2 separate regions of the Gossypium hirsutum genome follow, and region 2 is linked to region 1. A link is a contact called in public Hi-C data. All regions are on one chromosome and are shown on one strand. The core of a region is the stretch at or near the end of the contact, and the rest is flanking DNA. Distances in the headings are between cores, read along the strand shown. Region 1 has its middle 17 kb from the start of LOC107911389. Region 2 holds the start of LOC107896619 (V-type proton ATPase subunit c2).

Region 1 (7,123 bases), core at 133-2,632:
ATTTTGAAAAGTTTAGCTTGCGAAGTGGCTACTCCATGATACAAATCCCGCTTGCAGAGACGGAGCACGAGGATACTCAAGTTTGGAAGGGGGAATTATCCGGTAAATATTCAGTATGCAGCGCCTATAAACTATTACAAGATGCTAATCTGGGGTCTGAAACTAAGGAATTTTACAGAAAATTATGGAGCCTAAAACTATCCCCAAAAATTGCAATCACTATCTGGCGAATTTCCTGGGATTTCATTCCTAATCTAGCTAATCTTAGGTATAGAAGAGTTGCAACAAATGATAGATGTCCCCGATGCTGTTCTTGGACAGAAAATAGTCTCCATATCTTCCGAGATTGTCCTACAACAATAGAAGTTTGGCAGTTTGGCAGTTTATTCATTTAGCATGGGTTATGAATAACAGAAGTCAAAATCTGTGGGAGTGGCTAACCTGGGTATTCAAGGGAGGAACTGATGATCAAAGCCGACTTTTTTGTTACGCCTTATGGTTAATATGGTTCTCCAGAAATAAGTTTGTGCATGAAAGGGAAAAGACAACAGGAAGAATTTTAGCACAAAATATACAGGGGCACATGGCAGAATATGAAGGAGTACGAGCAATGACGAATACCAGTACAATGAGAAGAAATCACAAATTCCAGGAGGACATACCGAGAGTCACGATCTTCTTTGATGCAGCGTTTGACAGCAGAAACAACAGATCAGCAACAGGTCTGGTGGCTCGGGATCTGAGGGGGGAATTACTGGTACTCAAAACGATTGTTCACAACAGTGTCTCATCCCCATTTGCAGCAGAAGCATATGCATGTTTAGGAGGAGTGAAGTTAGGGATAGCATTAGAAGTTCAATCGATCAAGCTGATGGGAGATTCCAGAACAGTAATCAAAAAATGTCGACCGAGCTTAAATGATAAATCAGTAATTGGGGCTATCATCAGAGACATTCAAAATAAGAAATCTTGTTTTCAAGAAATTATCTTTCAACACATACACAGATCAAGGAACTCGCAAGCACACAGATTAGCAAAGGACGCTCTTGAAAGTGGAGAAAATTTTTACCTGACGAGAGAAGAGTTGAATAGCCATCATGTGGTTTCGGAGAGAAGGCGGCCACGGAATCCAGATTGAAGAAGAATAAGAAGGAAATAATTTCAAGAAGGAGATAGTAGGTAAAGTTTATCTGTTGAAACTAGTATTGACAAGACGGAATGGTGATTGAAACGACAAGTCAAGGAAAATAATGGAAGCCAGCCGTTTGATCTGATGAAGGCAGATTTTTAGGTTTACTTTTTTACTTTTTCATTTATCTCTTGTTTTTTCATTTAATGCTTTTCTTTTCCATTAAGTTAAACATTAAGTGCTGGTATTCACTATTACTTTAGTGTGGGCCGAATTTATTTTTTTAAAGTATTAGGATTGGGCTTAATGGTATATTGGGCCTCCATTTTGCTTTTTTCATCTTCTATTTAATAAACTGCCTGGTCTTTCTATCAAAAAAAAAATGAATAGAACAAAAAAGTTATAATTTTTTTGAATCGAGATTAAATTAAGATTAAGGGTAAATATTAAAGATTAAGGGTAAATATTTTAAAATAATAATTAAATTGATACTATGTATAAATATTAAGGGTTAAATTAATATATCAATTTTAGAACTGTCATATTATCTTTTCATCATAAAGTACACAATAATTAACAAATTTTGACAATAAAAAAAAGAAGTAAACATAATTAATTAAATAATTATTTTATAACTTTTATAATTCAATGATAAAAAAGATATTTAAATAAAGTTGGACCACCTATTGTGTTGTTCTTATGATTATTTAGCAAATGAACCATTAAAATTTTAATTTTATTCAAATTAAAGTGGTACAAAAAACCAAATATTAAGGATGCGTTTGGGCACCTGCCCAGACAGCATAATTGGATAAAAGTGCTACGAATCAGGCTAAGGAGTAAGTTGTGGTATTTATTGTGGTCACATTTTAAACCACAACTTGTTCATTATTTGACATATTTTGACTTTGTTTGTACATATTCTTATTTTTTGTAAATCAACAACAAAAATTTGTTGTAATTAAGATTGTGATTGTTTCAATGACTTGGTAAAAGGATTTTTGAAAAATATGATATTTTTTAATGTTTGGATGTGTAAAGTATCTTTTGTTAGTTTGAAATTTTTTATTGAAATTATTTTTTGAAACTTATTTTCAATGAAATAAACATAACATAAATTATATTTGTTACAATGATTTTATATAAACTTAATAATAATCAATATCTAATTAAAATTTTATTTGTAACTAGTTACACACACATGTCATGGGCTGCGGATCAAAACTCGTGATTATTGTGCACAAAACACCCCATAGAAGTCAACTTATTAAATGAGGTTCATTTGACCCATATGAATTGTCCCTATTTGTGAAACCCGTGAAGAAGCCCATCTACTTGAAACCTTGATGATCTAGTGAAACACTCTAATAAAACTAGAGTTACCAAGGTAAATAGTGTAAATTCTAAATGGATAAGATTGTATAGAGTTTAAATCGCTTAGGACTCTATAATTGTAGATGTGAACTAATCTTAGCCGTTGATGTAAATTGATTTGTACCGTTGGATCTGGGGGAGTTCAACTATAAATAAAAGTCTCCCCCTTCATTTGGAATCACTTCATTCATAGTTTGAATATATTTGAAACCATTTATTCAAACACTTGGTGTGCTATTTTCCTTTGGCTTTTTTGTTCTTCGTTGCTCTTTCGGTTTAAGCTTGCTTCCTTTATAATTCGGTGTCTTAGAGAAATTTTGTGAGAATTCTCACTTTGCGAGAGTTAGACTGACTTAAGCACATTTGAAGCAAACAAATTGTCTAAGGCCGCATGGATTGCGAGACGAAATGTCTAACCCCGTGACACACACACATTTTATCTAAGAGTGGTTAGTGGCATATTGGAGCTAGAAGGATAAATGAAATTAAACATGATTTAAACAAATGCTCATATTTATATTATTAAAATATTCATATTTTATACTATAAAATATTTTTACTAAATTTATAAATTGTAATATATTTTTATTAAATTATTAATACGATTTTTCAATAAAATATTAATAATATTACTTCAATTTTAAAATTTATTATTTATGATATGAAATTGTAATGGTAAATAATTTTATTAAAATGATAAATTATATTAATAATTTATTATATGATTAAATATAAATATTTATGTTTAATAATATTAAAAATTATAATATCTAAATATTTTTTAAAAATTAAAATTATATTATATATATAATGATATTTCACGTTATTCAAGTTCATTTTTATACAAAGATTAAGTTACTCATAAGAATTTATTTTCTAAAAAATAACTTAACCGATAATACATATAAAAGCAAGGATTTGAAAAAAAACGAGAATATCTTTTATTTTCCATCATACTATTAAATGAATTTTAAAAATAATTATAATTTAATTTAGAATTATTAGTTAAAAATTTGTGCTAATTGTAAGGTAGAGTTATTACTTGGATGGAACTTTAAGCATAAAATATAGAAAAAATTGTGATAATTATAATTATAATTATCAGTTAAAAAAGTAAGCGTATTATTGCTTCCTGACTCAATTTATACATGTTGATATCAATTGTCGATAATTGGATCAAGTTGAATACGGTAGAAACGAGCATGATATGAATTGATAAATGTTATGTGATGTGAATTTATGATGAAATGGTATGAGATCATGATATGCGAATCGATTTATAATATACAATTGAAACATTGGCTACCCTATTAACTGTTCGGGTAAAGTCGGATATAGTTGGCATGTCATAGGATTAGATTTGTGTATGAGTTTATACTTCAGTTTCACCGATTAGGCACAGAGCGCATTATTACTTCGATATATCGATGAGGCATAGAGCACAATATTTACTTCGAATGTTCAGATGAAGCACTGTATGCTGGATTAGTGTGATGGTTGGATATTCATGTATCTACCTTAAGTCTGTATTCAGTTAATAGGGATTATAAACATCATGCCAAAGATTATGTGAACCGGTTTAAATGAGCCTTAAGGATCGATATGGTAACTGATTGTGTCATGATGTACGAACGCCAAGCAAAGAATTAGCACAAAATATCAAAAAAAAGAAAAGCAGCTTTTATTGTATGTGTGACATGTCAATTTTAATATTTATAGTGTTACAATGGAATCCTTTGAAGTACTTTGAAACTAAGAGATTGTCAAATTGGTAAATGTTTTTATCAAATTAATTATGATTTAAGCAATTACTAATCTAGTTGAGTCAGAAATTATTAGTGCAACAAAATAAAATAAGATTTAAGATATATCTAAATTAACAAATAAAAATACCAAACTAACTTTCTTCCTTTGTACTAGAAACAATGCAAATGGATTGAAATGATGGTCGAATGATTCATAAATTACTAACTAAGCTAATAAACCTATGATAATTATATTGTTTGCCACTCTTAGCAAGGAATCTCTTTTGATTTTACCCTAAACTAAAAAATACCACCTAAGCTATTCTCTCGGTCTCACTATTCGACACAAATGCATCAAATTCCTACACGATAGAGTCCCCTCTCTGTCTTGCCTATCTAAATATTCCACTACAGGTGTCAATTCTAATATAATATCCAATTTAATAAACTTGAACAAACAACTAATCATGACATAGATAATAACTTAGTTAAGTAAGTCACTCATCAATCAACCAATAAAATGATTCAACACATGATTGAACTTAAATTCCACACAAGCATTTTAACAAACACATGGTAAGCATAAAACATAAAAGATAATGGTTAAGAAAGTGTTCATTAATAGATAAAAATCTGATGAAACGTGCAAGTTTAATCCATCTCCATCCATAAGGTTCCAGCAAAATTGAAGAAACAAAAATGTTACAACAAAAGAAAAGAAAAAGAAGAGAAAAGAAAAGAAAAGAAAAATGAAACCCTAAACTAAGAAAATAAGAGTAAAACTTATCCAATGTCTAACCCAATTTTCTATACTAGCCTTCCACCCAAAATAGTTTATATAAGGTGGTATTTATAGGCAAAATGTATTTAACCTAACATTGACAAATATGTCCTTAAAATGAAAAGTGATTTAAGCTTATTTAAACACAAAATTGACCCTACAGTTTTTTAGCCATCAAACTTCAATGTCGCGACAACTAGGCTTTGATATCATGACATCCATGATAACGGGCACGAGCTTGACTTAGGAGCACTTGGTGTTGAGACATAGCCTTATTGGTGTTGTGACCTCGACAACAATGGTCATTAGGTTTCTTCATTTCAACAATTTTCTTGAATTTATGAGCTCGAGGGCTTGTAGTTGTGACTTTGAATCTTGATGTTGCAACACCACATGCTTAGTTTTGCGACTTCAATGACAAGTTGCTTCAAGTTGGGCTTTCGTTGAAGTTCACTTCCTTAAGTTGATGGAGGGTTAGTGTCGCGACACACATGCATCAATGTTGCAACCCTCACAATAGTTGAGGTCCTCATTGATATTTGACCTTAATCATCTCTTTACACAAGCTCAAATCAATCATTATACTCTCAATGGCATTGTCTTGCCAATTTGGGTCTAGAAAGAGGTAAAATATAAGAAAGTTATCATTAACACTAAAATCTAAGAATTTATAAAAAAACATTAAAAAGACTTGTAAAATACTTGAAAATAAGCTCATTAAGTACTCGGAGATAAATTTGACATATTAATAACGAAATGAATTAATAGATTCGAGAAAGAATAATATGAAATGAAATGAAAATGAATGTGTTAGGTGGTTATAAACCACGACAACGATATGTTATATGAAATTGGTTAAATAAATTAATGCCTAAACTTGGACATAGGACATGAATGGTTGGAATTATGTTATGTTTGTTTACATTCTTAACATGTTAATGTTAATATTGTATTGTCTTGAATCATGGAAGTACCACTAAGCTTTATCGCGCAATGTACAGTTTATTTATTCTGTACACAAGTATAGTAGATCTTGAAGAGTTAATGAGTGATCTAGCATTCGAACCGTAACTCTTGACTCAATAGTATTTGTACAGTTCCTTTACGTTTTGATATATGACATGTACTTAAGGTTAAGTCAATTTTATAGTGTGAACGATCATTTTGGAACCTTGAATTGGTAAATGTCACTTTGAATTCAAGTACATGAATTGTTTAAGTAATCATGCAAATGGTATACGGTTTAAATTATTGAATTTTGCTAATAGTCATTTGTATTTATTTGGTTTGAAATGTGAATGGTCAAATTAATATTTTGGAAAAGTTATTAGTTAAATGTTGACATTTGAATTGTGTAAAGTATATATGATGTAAAATGGTTGAAATAGGCAAATGAACATATATGTATTGAAATGTGGTGTATTGGCATAACATAATGCCTAAAATAGTCCTTAACATTTAATTGTTTGGTCACTTTGGCCCTTTATTTTTTTGGAGCACTTTAACCCCTAACATTTATTTTTTTGTCAAATTGATTTATTTTTAATGGACATGCTGACATGGCAGTTAGTTGACTAACGATCAACATTAACTACTGACGTAGTGGTCCAAATATAATTAAATGTTGATGTGGCACTATTTTATCTTATTTGTCACGTCAGCAAATGATATTAAAATTATTTAAAAAATTTAAAAAAAACCTTTGAACCCATACAGACATATAAAACAATCTAAGAGCCCCTAAATGAAGAACCTTAAATCTCGAATCCTTTCCCTCTTCACTGAAATTATGTAGAAATCGAAGCTCGTAATCTAGTGGGTTAGTAAAAGAATCAAAAATATTGTTTGAAAATAGTGGTTGAAAGCCATCAATGGAGAAGTTGTCTTATTCGACGATGGTTTCTTTATCATAAGGGGAGATTGTTTATGATGGAGAGAAAATAGCATGCTTTTGTAACAAGTTAGCTCCGAGAGAGACTTCGTGGAGCGATTTAGAGTTTTAAGGTTCATATAAAATTAGATATTTTTTTTAGTTTGCAATTTTATTTTAAGGTTCATATGAAAATGGGAATTTTTTAAATTTGTTTGATTTTT
Region 2 (6,611 bases), core at 2,558-5,057, 92 kb after region 1:
AAAATTATATATGAACTTTGGTATAATGTGTACTTTTATACATGAACTTTGATTTTGTGCAACTTTTTTTATTCAATTCTCGAAAAAAAAACATAATTATTGATATAGTACTATTTTATGTTTATATATTGCATACACAAATAATTATTTTTGTCCAACAAAAAATTAAATTGATGTATTTATTTATTTAAATGTGTATGATTGAATCAAAATTAAAGTTTTATGTATACATTTGAATCATAATCAACATTTCTTGTATATATTTGCACCAAATTAAAGTTCATGTATCAAGTTTCACATTAAATTAAAATTCATGTAGAGTTTTATCCCTATAAAATTATAATACTTGACTCGTTCTTAGTTTGTGTGTTAGTAGTGATCTTTTTTCAGCATCAACATAAGTGAAAGATTTTTCGCAAATATTATTGATTCATTCCTATTTTGACCACTCAAATTATTATTTTTGGTTAATTTGGTCACCTCAAAATAGAAATTAATTAAATTGATCACTCCACCGTTAAATAGCAACAGAATACTAATGGTGTATTTTTATGTTAGTCACTATAAAATTAAAGTAAATTACCCATCAATCACTCTAGATAAGGGGCAGTTCTTACTTTGGTCACCCCAAAAATTTTCATATGAATACATTTAATGATAAAGTGACTAATTTAATCAATTTTTTAAAAGTGATTAATAGAAACAAATTTTATTTAAATTTCAACAAATTCTTTAAGTTACATATGCAACGAATGTTTAATAAATTTGCATGTAAATTTAAGCGTAAAAAATGAAATGTCAAAAATGAAGAAATATTAGAAATTAGAAGTTTTTCCGATATTTAAAGCTAGTTCTATAATTAAAGGAGCCATCCTCAATGAAATTAAAGGCAAAGCAAATAACCAATTATGACTATGCCTGATCAACATATTGTGATGACATTTCATGAATGCTTTCGTCCATTGATCTTCTCTTCTATATATTATATATGACATTCACTATAAGATAAAAAGAACTAGTGGATGGTACAATAAAATTTTGGATAAACTATATAAATGGTCATTTAATTATATTTGTGTTCCTGTTTTAGTCATTCAATTTAAAAAAAAATAGATTAAAAAATTTAATTTAGGTATTAACATTTGAATTCGTTCCTATTTTGATCGCCCACGGTTAAATTGATAAAGAAAAGTCTTTTTCTAGCTGGTATAATAACTCATTTAGTTATCAATACTTATATATTTTATCAGTTTAATCCTAATTATAAATAATTCAATAAATTTAACCCTTCACATTTACAAATTTTATCAATTTGGTCATCATACTTCCTAAGCTTTTAAAACAAAGGCATTCTACATCTATTAATTGTTTTATATATGGTTGAAATTCTACAATTTGATAATAGCCCTTTTTGTTTATATTTTCAGGAAGTTAAGAGTTATAAATTAACTAAACAGCATTAAAATTAATAGAAAATATAAATTTTAAAAATATAATATATAATAAAAATATATAGATAATTTAATATTTGTAAAGAAATAATTTTTTATTCTGACTGGCATAATTTTATTTTTTTATTATTTTGGTCAATGATTTGAAACTAAATCATATTATTACTGACACATATTGCTTATTGTGGGTTTAAAAATTAAAAACAATTAATTAAAAATAAATAGAACACATAATAGTCTATTAATCGGTTTATAAAATTAAAAAAATATATTATGAATGTAAAAAAAGAAAATTCAATTAATTTTTTTACATTTTTTTTCTTATGAAAAACTAAATGTTCATATTTGTTCTTATATAATTATTGATTGAACAATTAAGTTTTTCAAAGTTATATTTTTTAACATTGACTTTGAGGACTAATTTTATGTACCTTGAAGCAAAATAACAAGAGTAAATCTAACGTGTCGTTTTTTTAAGGTTTTTGCTTTTTTCTTTAGCCAATTTTCTATCAATCAAAGGGTTATAAATAACTCGTTAGTTGAGAGATTTTTTTTTCTTTTTTGAGTTTTATAAATTTATGAATTTGAAATACTTTTGTTTTAAAAGCTAAAAGTTTTAGTTAGGAAGTTTGAGGATCAATTTGATAGAATTTGCAAATATGAAGGGTTAAATTTATTGAATTATTTAAAATCAAGATAAAATTGATAGAATATATAAGTAATAAGGATCAGATGTGTTATTATCTTAGTTACAAAAAAGGCTTTTCGTTATCAAATTAACAACAAATGATTAAAATAGGGACAAATTCAAACATTAATGCTTAAATTAATTTTTTTATTAAATTGAGTAACCAAAATAAAAACGTGAATATAGTTGCTTAACCTTTTATATAGTTTACCCTAAAATCTTTTACACATGGGAAGTTTTTCTCTACATCACTCACCATATATAATTATTTCACCATTGATCCATCATATTATGACTCTTTCCAAAGCGAACGTGTGTGGCTCTTACTGTCAGGGGCGAAGCCAGGGGAGGCTGGCATGGGTCCCGGGCCTCCCTAAAATGTAAAATTGCATTTTAGGTCTTTGGAATTTTTTTAAAATTTTAAATTAGTAAAGGTAAAATTGTACTTTAACTCCCCTAAAATTATAAAAATTTGATTTAATCTTTTAAAAATTATAAAAAATATAAACTATAAAAAATTAAAATTTTATCCGGCTCCCTTAAAAAATTTTTCTGGCTTCGCCTCTGCTTACCGTGACTTGTGGTAGAAACCCATTTACATTTTTACCTCAAAGTAAAATCATTCCCATCTTCATCATACCATTTTTGTTCAGTAAGTACGATTAATGAAACTGAGAATGCTAAAGTCGATCTTTCTTTAGTGATCTACAAGCTTTACGAAATACATCAATGATGTAAGATAATCATCTTTCTTTTTATCCAAACCTTAATCACAATGCATTAGATGTTAAGCATTCGTGCACCTTTGACTCTAATCCAATAAGTTTCAAGGTTGTTGGGAGAAATCAAAGTTTAGTTCCCTTTTTTTTGTTAATCAACTTGCATTGCATTGCATTGCATGAGTCTTTCGATCTTATTCATTCTTTTGTTGGAAATTATTGCTTGTAAAATTATTTGCCACATTGTTACTGGAGATGATTTTAATCTCCGCGAGAAGAGTTTCAAGACTAACATGTGTTTGGTACATGCGGCAATTTCTAATTTCAATTGTGAAGTTAAAAAATTCTACATTTTTTAATTCTATAAGAAGAATTAAAAGCCCTCACACATAATAAAAAAGAAAAAAAAAAGAGAGAAATGGTTAAAATATGCTATGAGTCCCTATATTCTTTTTGGAGATTTAGAATTTAGTTTTACCGTTTTTTTCTTTTTTAAAATTTCAAAATTTGATCCAATGGTTAACCTCATTAAACTTTTTTCTATCAAATTCATTGGTTCGACATTTTGGAAAAAAAATACTCACTTGATAGACATTCAACAAGAAAAATATATTGTAATGAACCTGAATTTAACAGAAGAAATTTAACAATAGAGTGACTAAGTTCCTTGAAATAAAAGCAGGAGGACTAAATTCCAAATGAATGAAGAGTACAGGGAGCTAAAGCATATTTTAACCGAAAGAAAAATTGGGTAACCTATATATATTTTCGAGAGGCACTTGTGATTTTGGGCTATCAAAGATTCCTAGCCCTAATTATTAGTGTCCAATTAAAGACCCCCAATCCAATATTACAGCATAACACATGAGCCCAAAACATGTCTCCAACAAAATTTGTCCCAAATGAAGCACACGTTTTACGTAATGCCAAAAACTGCCAATTGTATGGCGAAGGCTCGATCACGTTCACGTGGGATCCACTCAGTAATTTCCAAGTTCCTTCTTCAATTCATTATCTCTCTTGTCTCTTCCTTTCATTTCATCACTCACGAAATCCAGCGATCAAGGTTTCCCCAAACTCCCTTCAAATCCTCGTCTCAACAATTTTTTTTTAAAGCCTAGTAAAATGGCGTCCACATTTAGCGGTGATGAAACTGCTCCTTTCTTCGGCTTCCTCGGAGCCGCTGCTGCCCTCGTTTTCTCCTGTAAGATGCTAACCCTAACTCCTCCCAGAAGAATCGATTTTTGATCGGTGCTGATCCTTTCTAATTGGGTTTTCTTTTTGTTTTACAGGTATGGGTGCTGCGTACGGGACGGCGAAGAGCGGTGTCGGGGTGGCATCGATGGGAGTGATGAGGCCGGAGCTGGTGATGAAATCGATCGTGCCCGTTGTTATGGCTGGAGTTTTAGGTATTTATGGGTTGATTATTGCGGTTATTATCAGCACTGGGATTAACCCAAAGGCCAAATCTTACTACCTGTTCGATGGCTATGCTCATCTTTCCTCTGGTCTCGCTTGTGGCCTCGCCGGTCTCTCTGCCGGTATGGCCATTGGAATCGTCGGCGATGCTGGAGTTAGGTACTGTTATCTTATTTATTTTATTTATCTTCATTTTCAGCACGATATAAATTGAATTCAGATTTCGTTCTTTGTTGTCGTGTTTGTAGATTTTTCTTACTGATAATAGTAGTTAAAGTAATTTAACTCAGGGGATAGTAAAATCCATAATTAGATCAAATTAGTCTTCTAGAATGGGATTTTGTTTTAAGATTTCGCTTATAACTGATGCACTCTGAACATACGGTTGCCTGATAAATATGTATCCGCCAACTGTTCTAGTTGGAATATCACTGGTTATACAAAGTATTGGTCATTTTGATTCAATCAAGCATTGAGAAAAAAGGAAGGGGGTAGTAAAAAAAAAAAAAAAAGAAAGAAGTAGGATATGATATTTCGACGAATGAACCTCATAATCTGCTTGCTGTTTGGTTATGAATTGCATTCAATTTACCACGATAATTCTTTTGCATTTGTTAGAATATGGCCTGTTTGAATTTATATTTTATGTGCATTTATTTGCAGAGCCAATGCCCAACAACCAAAGCTTTTTGTTGGAATGATTCTTATTCTCATTTTTGCTGAGGCTTTGGCTCTCTATGGACTCATTGTCGGTATCATTCTCTCTTCCCGGGCTGGTCAATCCCGAGCAGAATAGAGTGCAAAGTTCCGAAACTTGGGTCATTGCTAGTAGGCTTCACTTGGTTGTTTCTCCAATTCTTGCCGCTAGTGCAGTATGAAACATTTGTCAAGTTGTTCTTTTGATCTCATTCATGAATTTTCTTTTCAATGGTTCTCTGCTGTTTGTATGATTAGAAGACGGATTCCGTTTGAAATAAATTCTTATTTTACATTACATTTTTTTTTTCAGATCTAGTGTTGTAATATGCAAGTTCAACATAATGTAAACACCATTTAGTTTAAAACTGGTTTTTCTTATATTTATATACTATTTGTTATGTGTTTTAATGAGTTAATGTCACCCTCGATAAGTAAATTACAGAAATGCCCCTTCATAATTAAAATAGGTTATACCATTTGAGGATATTTTAGTCTTTTCATGTTAACAAAAATGAATTAAAATATGCACATGGTGAAATTTGAACCTTTGCCTATACCAAAGTGTAACTTGACACTAGTTCACAATTAATGATAAATAATTGTAGCGGATTTAGTATTATTAATCAAATGTATTTATATTGCTAATTTCATGTATTATTATGATTGCCTAGTTTCAAATTATGCGTTTCATTTGTTATTGTATTATATTTTTAAACATATGTTTGTGTTTAAATTCCTAGTTTCTACATGCACACGCGTTGATAGGATTTCTAGTATTTATAGCATGTATGTAAATGTGTATGACTCAAGTGTTAAAAGCGAATTTATATCTATAGAATATATTTTTTTTTGCTCTATAGGCAGTAAATAGAGGTAGTTTACAAAACTTAATGTTATGATTTTAGCAATATGAATTCTTAGAATGTGATAGATAGGAAAGTTATTTTATAATGTTTGATATAGATTAGAATGTGTTGATTAAAATTCATGAAAATTTAGATTATGTTTGATTCACTAAATACTTTTGTGAGAATGTAATAATAATTTATAATTTTACTTTCATTAAATAAAAATAATATTTATGTATTTAATTTTTTACAATAAACTTTATTAGTAAGAAAATTTTTGGATTAAATATTTAATAATGTTTTAATTGATAAATTTTAAAAAAATATTATTTTAATTTATAATTTCAATTGAAAATAAAATTATTTTAAATTTATCTTGCATAAATTTTTTAAATATAAGTTTTGAAATAAATACCGTAATAAAATTAAATTTTCAATCAATATATTGAAAGGTAAAAAGAGAAAAACAATAAAAAGTAAATATAATACATAAACAATATATTTTGTAGCTGACTAAATATGTATATCGAAGAACGAGTTAAAGTAACAAGAGAGTTGATAGCAAAAATGAGAGAATAGGGAACTCGATCTAGCTTGATGGTTTGATTTACTTGGCTTAGAGTAAGCAAAGACCAATTGTCTTGGGTCGAGGGCCGTGAGCGAGAGTACCGAGTGAATGAAGCTACAAAAAGAAATAGTATTTTCTTATTTAATAGATTAACACCCTAAATTAACTTATGAGAATTACATTATCATGTTTTATAGAAAAGAGATTCGGAAGAAAAAT

What was found. A called contact is a pair of places that touch in the nucleus more often than the background predicts.
Region 2: a contact with region 1 is called in a Hi-C map of leaf, with 2.5 times the contacts expected there. The contact joins the promoter of LOC107896619 here to the enhancer-like site in region 1. A contact is called at or near these places in 13 of 34 Hi-C or Micro-C datasets (anther, callus, hypocotyl and 3 more).

Annotation. Positions count from the first base shown.
Region 1 is chrA11:25,291,934-25,299,056 of Gossypium_hirsutum_v2.1, forward strand. No RefSeq gene overlaps it. Among protein-coding and RNA genes, the nearest start is that of LOC107911389, 17 kb to the right of the region's middle. Within about 2 kb of position 1,383, at least 7 of the 9 cell types and tissues checked have an H3K27ac peak or open chromatin away from gene starts, as enhancers often do. A contact at or near this core is called in leaf, where this site is marked.
Region 2 is chrA11:25,381,570-25,388,180 of Gossypium_hirsutum_v2.1, forward strand. LOC107896619 (V-type proton ATPase subunit c2) reads left to right here and starts at 3,808. Exons shown (of 3, transcript XM_041081465.1): 1 at 3,808-4,062; 2 at 4,151-4,436; 3 at 4,941-5,360. The coding sequence starts at 3,984. The coding sequence ends at 5,073.